Linked DNA regions of Mus musculus: region 1 is linked to region 2. A link is a contact called in public ChIA-PET data. All regions are on one chromosome and are shown on one strand. The core of a region is the stretch at or near the end of the contact, and the rest is flanking DNA. Distances in the headings are between cores, read along the strand shown.

Region 1 (3,348 bases), core at 450-2,949, 530 kb after region 2:
CTTCTCTGGCACTATATAAGGTATGTGGCCTTGGCTAGATAAAGGAGACTCTGAGGCCCAGAGTTCCTCAGAGGTGAGAAGATAACCCTCTTAGTTCCTTGGTCAGCACTCAAAAAGTTTTCGATCCTATTTTCTACTAACAACATCAGTTGCTGTGCTGACAGGATGGAAACACACATTAGAAAAGGCTGGGTCCACCCAGGACCACTGGCCCTCTCATTACTACCACAGGATGGTGAGGAGCGAAAAGGATCATGGCGACAAAAAAACATACCCCACGGAAGAGGCCTTCCAACGGTATGGTTTTCTGTGAAAAGGACTGAAGTGGCTGCCTTTAAAGACACATGTCCTGTGGCATTTGGAAGGAGGAGGGGAAATGCAGACTGTAGAGAAGTGACGAGCGCCAGGGCCCACTTCAGCTCTGACTCTTTCAGTTGGCCGAGGAGCTCAGTGATCTGCACGCTGTGATATGGTAGCGGAACCAGGCCAACTCTGCGTTTTGAGAAAGCTGCTGTGGGTGCGTTTCCAACACAGAGCGCCTGCTGGAAACACCTAGCACGCGAGGAACAGCTAGCAGATGAACAGGCCTTTTTTTTTTTTTTTTTTTTTTTTTGTCCCAGACACCAAGAGAGGAAATCCAAAATTGAGCTGCCTTTTCGGAGCAATGCTGTCTTAGGAACTCTTAGAGGGAAACTGAGAAACCAGACATCATGAAAAGTGCTTCTGTTCGTAGATGGAGCTTGGGGACTCTTATGGAAGAATAAGGGAAGGATTGTGGGCCCCAAACAGGATAGGAACTCCACAGAACAACCAACAGAGTCAACTAACCTGGACCCTTGGAGTCCTCAGAGACAGAACTACTGACCAAAGAACTTACACAGGCTGGATCATTGCCTGCACATATGTAGCAGATGTGCAGCTTGGTCTTCATGTAGGTCCTGAATAACTGCAGCTGGGGCTATCCCCAAAGCTGTTGCCTGTCCATGGGATATGTTCTTCTAGCTGGGCTGCCTTGCCGGGCCTCAGTGGGAGAGGATGTGCCTAGCCTTGCAAAGATTTGATGTGACAGGGTGCAGGGATATCCAAAGGGCCCCAATCTCTTGGAGGAGAAGAGGAGGGAGGATGGAGGGGGGGGAGGAATGTGGGAGGGGGTAACGGAGAGGGGGAAAGTGAGTGGGATGTAAAGTGAATTAAAAAAAAATTCTTTACTAAAGGTGAAGGAGTTTTAAAAAGTGCTTCTGCTTTCCCCCTACTAATCAGCACTGTAATCTTACAGTTACTACATTTGTGTGTTGTTGGCAAGTCATAATAGTTGAAGGTAAGTTAGAAGGAATGAATACAGACCAAGACTCTGGCTTTGAGCCTTGGTGAAGGTGGGTCATTTCTGACAAGTTTCAAAACCTTTCTGCGTGGGAGGGTGTGGTGATCTGTGAATGAGGTCAGAAGCACAGGTGTGAAAGAAAGGGTTTCACAGGTTCACCGTTCAGGGCTCTTAACATAAGGAACAGAGGTGAGCTTTTGAGGTCTTCAAAGACATGGAATTTTAGATTGCATATGTACAAATGTATACGGAGCTGGAAGGACCTACCTGCCCCCATCTAGGATGCTAATTTCCTGTGAGGGTAACAGAACTATATGAGAGAAAGGGGGCCCATGTCACTACTTCCTGTGAGTCTTATATTTGCAGACAAATATCTTTTAGTGACATGCTAGGGACTGACCTCAGAACCACAGCCTTGGGCATGCTAAGAAAGTGGTCTACCACTGAGCTACGTCTCTAGTCTAAAAAAGAGTATCTTTTAAGGAAATGTATATTTGGGGGCCAGAGATATGGCTCAATGGTTAAGAGAACTGACTGCTGCTGCTCTTCCAGAGGTCCTGAGTTCAATTCCCAGCCACCACAAGATGGCTCACAGGAATCTATAATAGGATCAGATGCCCTCTTCTGGCGTGTTTGAAGACAGCTACAGTGTACTCATAAAATAAATAATCTTAAAGAAAAGAAAATCTATATTTGTAGATAAAATGGCTTTTAAGAAAAAAATTGCTTATGTCTGTGAGTGCCTGTTCTTTTACTGGGCAATGGTTCACACTTTGAGCAACAGTATAAAGGGATTAGCAGCCTCCACCTGGTAGTAGAGGGACTTGGACTAGATCTCATATGTACCTTCTGGTTCAAGCTTCTCCCTGACTTGGTGCACTGCTTTGTCTCTGTTCTGGATGCTGGCGGGGCTTCCCCTCTCCTCACATGCCCATGTGACTTTAGTTCCAGCCCCTGCCTTCTGTCCTCTGCCCTGTAGACCCATGTCCTATCTTTGGGGCCTGTAATTTCCCTGCACTCTGCCCACACTTTCAGATCAGCCCCTTTATTAAGCTCTCCTCGAATTACCCAATTTGAAACTGCCATCTGCTTCCTGCCGAATCCCTGATAGATACAGTGTTATAAATCTGTCATTAAACCATCAGTGCCTACACACACACACACACACACACACACACACACACACACACACACTGACTTGCTCTCACTCAGACTTAGCCACATTCAGTGGCTAACGAACACATTAATGCCCTCACATGCTCTCTGTGCTCACACAATTACAACAAGGAGCCCATCTTAAAACCCTGTACCGGTGAACTGAGTGTCTACCTGAGCTGCAAGACCCACTTCTCAGTCCTGTGTTTAAGCTACGGGATGCCACCTCCTGGGGGTCTTTTATCTGCATTGTTGAACTGCTAGGTTTTATTTTTAGATACAGCTGCACTTTGTCCACCACAAATCCAGACAACCCTAGCAACTGCATTCTCAATATGCTTGGAAAAAAGCTTTGAAAACATTATATTGAGGGATAATTAGAATATTTACCTATGGGGAATAGGCAAACCAAGGAGTGAAAATTCTCTCCACCAAATTGCAGGTGGAGAAAGAACAAAAGCCTTTAGTGAACATACAAAAATTAATATAGATGGATAGTATAGATGGATAGAACCAAGCACGTTAGGTAAGGATTGAAGGGAGATGCACCCCCAAGGCTACTTTGCCAGTAACTGGACCTGGCTCATTACAAACAGGTGACCGTATGAAGTATCCTTGTGCTTGGGATTATGTCTTAGGAAGACAGATGCGGGAGCAAGGATAGAATGACCTCTAAGGCTATATATACTAAGTTGCTCTCACAATCTCAGACAAATCACTTCTCCCTCAGAGCTCCTGTTTCCTCTCTGAAAGAGGACAGCTTTGTCTAGAAGTGCCCAATGGATCTTTTAACACCTAGACAATCTCAAAATCAATGATTCTGCAAGCAAAGAGCTGCAGAAAGTTGGGAGGTGGGGGCATGGAAATGAGCT
Region 2 (3,383 bases), core at 745-3,244:
TTACCAGTCCCAGCAATGGTTATTGAACTACAAATAGAGATTTCAAAAGTGGCATGTATAATTACTAAAACTATTAAGATTATCACACACACACAAACACACACACAAAACCTTGAGCATAAATCAATCAAGAGATGGGTTAAGTTGAGAACCACAATTTTGCAAAACAGAACTATTACAGATTTTTTTTGTTGCTGCTCAAGTATAATTTTAGTTGTCAACAATTTCCTGGAATATATTGCTTTAATGTTTACCTCCAAGCTTGCTTCCATATAAATTGCATTTGTACTTAGCATGACTAACCATTAACTTGTATACCTTAGTTATCTTTAACAATTTACAATAAGTGAGTAACTCTTTTATCAGACCAGGATTTTATAATTGTTGGATTCCTGTTAAGTTTGACCCTTAAAATTGTAATTCTTGAGTTAATGATCTTTTAAAGATCAAAGTAAACTTTAACCCATAAATATAATCCACAGAAACTGGGAACTTCATTTTCCTGATCGTTTAAAATTCACTTTTTACAAAATTCTAGTTTTTTTTTTTTAATATGACTCATCTAAAATAGCTTAAGCTTGACAAAGATATAGCCATCATAGTTCTTATATGATCCAGTTTTAAAACAAACCATCTTAGTAGCCTGGTATTGCTTCTTTAGTCTAAAAATGGAATACAGTGATAAGCAGAGGGATACTTTTTTAGTCACCTTAATCCAAGTTGGTGCTTCCATCCTGATGAGATCACCAGACAAGCCATATAGTTGTTAGGATCTTGTTAAGTTTCAAGCCCAAGACCAGAAACTGAGGGGTCTATTTAACATATCAAAGCATACCTGGCCTCCAGGTTCTTTGAGCATCTCTGAGTCCCTACCTGTTAGAGGGTACAGCTGGAAGATCCTGTCTTCTACCCTGAGCTCTCCAGCCCAGGGGGGCTGGGCTGCCCTTCCCCCCAGAGCCTCTTTCCTGTATAATCCAGACATTTTGTTTACCTCTTTTGCTCCTCCTGTTCTTTTAGCCTACTGGCTACCTCACTTGGTTCCCTTCACTCTCTTCCCCTCTGCTTCTCCCCACATGGTTCAAGATCATGACCACTCTAGACTCTCCCAGGTGTGTCTGCCTGTCTATGCTCTCCCACATATCTGTAATAAGCTTTCTGCACCGCTGTCCCTAGGAGCAGACATGTCCTTTCGCTACCTTTTTATTTCTTTGTTTCATTGACCAAGATGCCTACAGGCCACACAGTTGTTATTTACTCCAAAGTGAGCCCAAGTCACCAGCCAAGATGGAAGGCATGCAAGTCCTGAGCGTGTTTGTAAGCCAGAGCCTTGAGTAAGATTAAAGTGAACTGTATGTTGGATGGGGGAGGTGCCTCAAGCCACGGTAGCGTTCTTCTGTCTTGTGGAATTATCCTAATCAGTTTAGGTATTAGAAATCGAAAGGCTTTGGGCCAGCAGTAGCCAGTTGTCCAGTGTATATTGAGGCCAAATTTGGATGAGAGTTGAACAAATGAGCTAGGTATGAAGTTAACTAAATGGAGCCTAGCTGGGTACTTTGGAATGGAGAATTTGAAACCCATAGCAGGGTCCAGGGTCCCCACCACAACCACCAAATCCTGAGTATCGTTTAGGCCCCAATGCTGATTCTCTCAGTGAAGAGAACACTCTTTATAAAAAGGTCTCATGAACTTTGCATCCTGCATCAATAGAATCTATCCTCATGATTTATTGTGAAGGTCGCAGGTGCTTTGCTACTTTGCAAGGGAGTTTCCAAGTAGCCATCCCTGAAGCTTTGTTGTGATAATTGTCACGTGGAGATTTTCTCCAAAGTTTTACTGTGTTTAAACCTGTATAAAAAATAAATCATGAGATCAGACGCTGGGACTTTTTGAGCTGGTGCATGCTTAAAACGACGATGAATTGGTTTTCAGTCACATCAGTTTCCTGCCGGCAGTGACGCTTGCAGGGACCCCCCCACACACACACACACACACACACAGGAAATGACTTCTGCAGTCCACAAGGGAAGCTGGGAAGTGTAGTTTTGCACGAATACATCTCAAGCCAGAGCACTTAATTTTGCTGTTATAACTTTAAAGACTTCCAGAAACTAAAGACTTCCAGAAACCAAGACTTTATTGTGCACACACACACAATTTAAAAATAAAATACATATTATAATTTTTTAAAGCATGTTCAGCCAGGCCAGTCTAAATCCAGACCTTTTTTTTTTTAAGATTTATTTATTATTATATCTAAGTACACTGTAGCTGTCTTCAGATGCACCAGAAGAGGGCGTCAGATCTCATTACAGATGGTTGTGAGCCACCATGTGGTTGCTAGGATTTGAACTCAGGACCTCTGGAAGAGCAGTCGGTGCTCTTAACCACTGAGCCATCTGCCACCATGCCCGGCTTATAAATTTTTAAAGAAAAAATTATTACAAATGGCATAATTCTGGGTTTAAACCTCAGATACACATCTTACTGTTAAATGTAAACCTTAATTAATTCTATCTCAGCATCTAGCATGGTGTTTGACTGGAATAAATCTTCTTCCCAAAATGAGGGTGAGTGTGAATCAGGAGACCTTAGCATCCTATCCTGTCTGCCTGATAGAATGTACAGTGGAATGTAAATAAAATGTAAAGGAGGCTGGGCAGCTCTTTGTTAAGGAGTTGTTCTGAGCCACCCATGGGACTACAGGAATACACTGAGAAGCATTGCTTCAGCCATTGCTTAGACGGCTCTGAACACTCCCATCAGGGCACCACTTTTAAATATTAATCCATTAGAATATTTTCTAATCCCTACAATTTGCTCGGTGCTCTGGAATGGGCTGGGGGGGTGAGTCTGTAAAATACCAAGAAGTATAGAGTCTATTTGAACCTTAAAACTTCCAGAGGAGAAAGCACGACTCTTGAAATAGCTTTTCACAGGATCACAACTACAGAAAGAGGTAGAGAGAGGGCAGCAGAGACCTTTGGGGCAAAAAGGACTCTAGAAATCATGGGAAAGTCTTCGCCCTCTAGAATGCCAACCCAGAATCAAACATCCCCAAGAGACCATCCTAGTTTCCCCAGTTTGCTTTGTGACCTAGACAAAGCATATCACCTCTCTAGTCTCTGGCCCCCAAACTCTAAAATGAGGATAGTCAAACCCAGCTCTCAATGCTGTTGTAAAGTTTTGCTTTGCTTTGATGTGTGTGTGCGTGTGTGTGTGTGTGTGTGTGTGTGCGTGTGTGTGTGTGTGCGTGTGCATGTGCGTGTGCGTGCGTGCGTGTGTGTGTGTGTGTGTGTGTGTGTGTGTGTGTTTTCAGAGTTCAGAATGCAGAGGTGCTGAATTCAGCGGCAAGGTTGCCTCGGGGCAGGAGTGAAAACAGAACA

Evidence for each region. ChIA-PET counts read pairs in DNA pulled down with a chosen protein or histone mark.
Region 1: a contact with region 2 is called in an RNA polymerase II ChIA-PET map of memory CD8 T cells, with 8 read pairs. The contact joins two enhancer-like sites. A contact is called at or near these places in 1 of 484 Hi-C or Micro-C datasets (cortical neurons), 2 of 115 datasets of contacts at active chromatin or transcription factors (memory CD8 T cells and thymic regulatory T cells) and 1 of 9 other capture datasets (adipose tissue).

The regions. Positions count from the first base shown.
Region 1 is chr2:85,012,447-85,015,794 of GRCm38.p6, forward strand. The region is part of intron 8 of P2rx3 (purinergic receptor P2X, ligand-gated ion channel, 3); the gene reads right to left. Among named protein-coding and RNA genes, the nearest start is that of P2rx3, 22 kb to the right of the region's middle. Within about 2 kb of position 1,700, at least 39 of the 459 cell types and tissues checked have an H3K27ac peak or open chromatin away from gene starts, as enhancers often do. A contact at or near this core is called in memory CD8 T cells, where this site is marked.
Region 2 is chr2:84,480,092-84,483,474 of GRCm38.p6, forward strand. No RefSeq gene overlaps it. Among named protein-coding and RNA genes, the nearest start is that of Tfpi, 7.6 kb to the left of the region's middle. Within about 2 kb of position 1,995, at least 73 of the 459 cell types and tissues checked have an H3K27ac peak or open chromatin away from gene starts, as enhancers often do. A contact at or near this core is called in memory CD8 T cells, where this site is marked.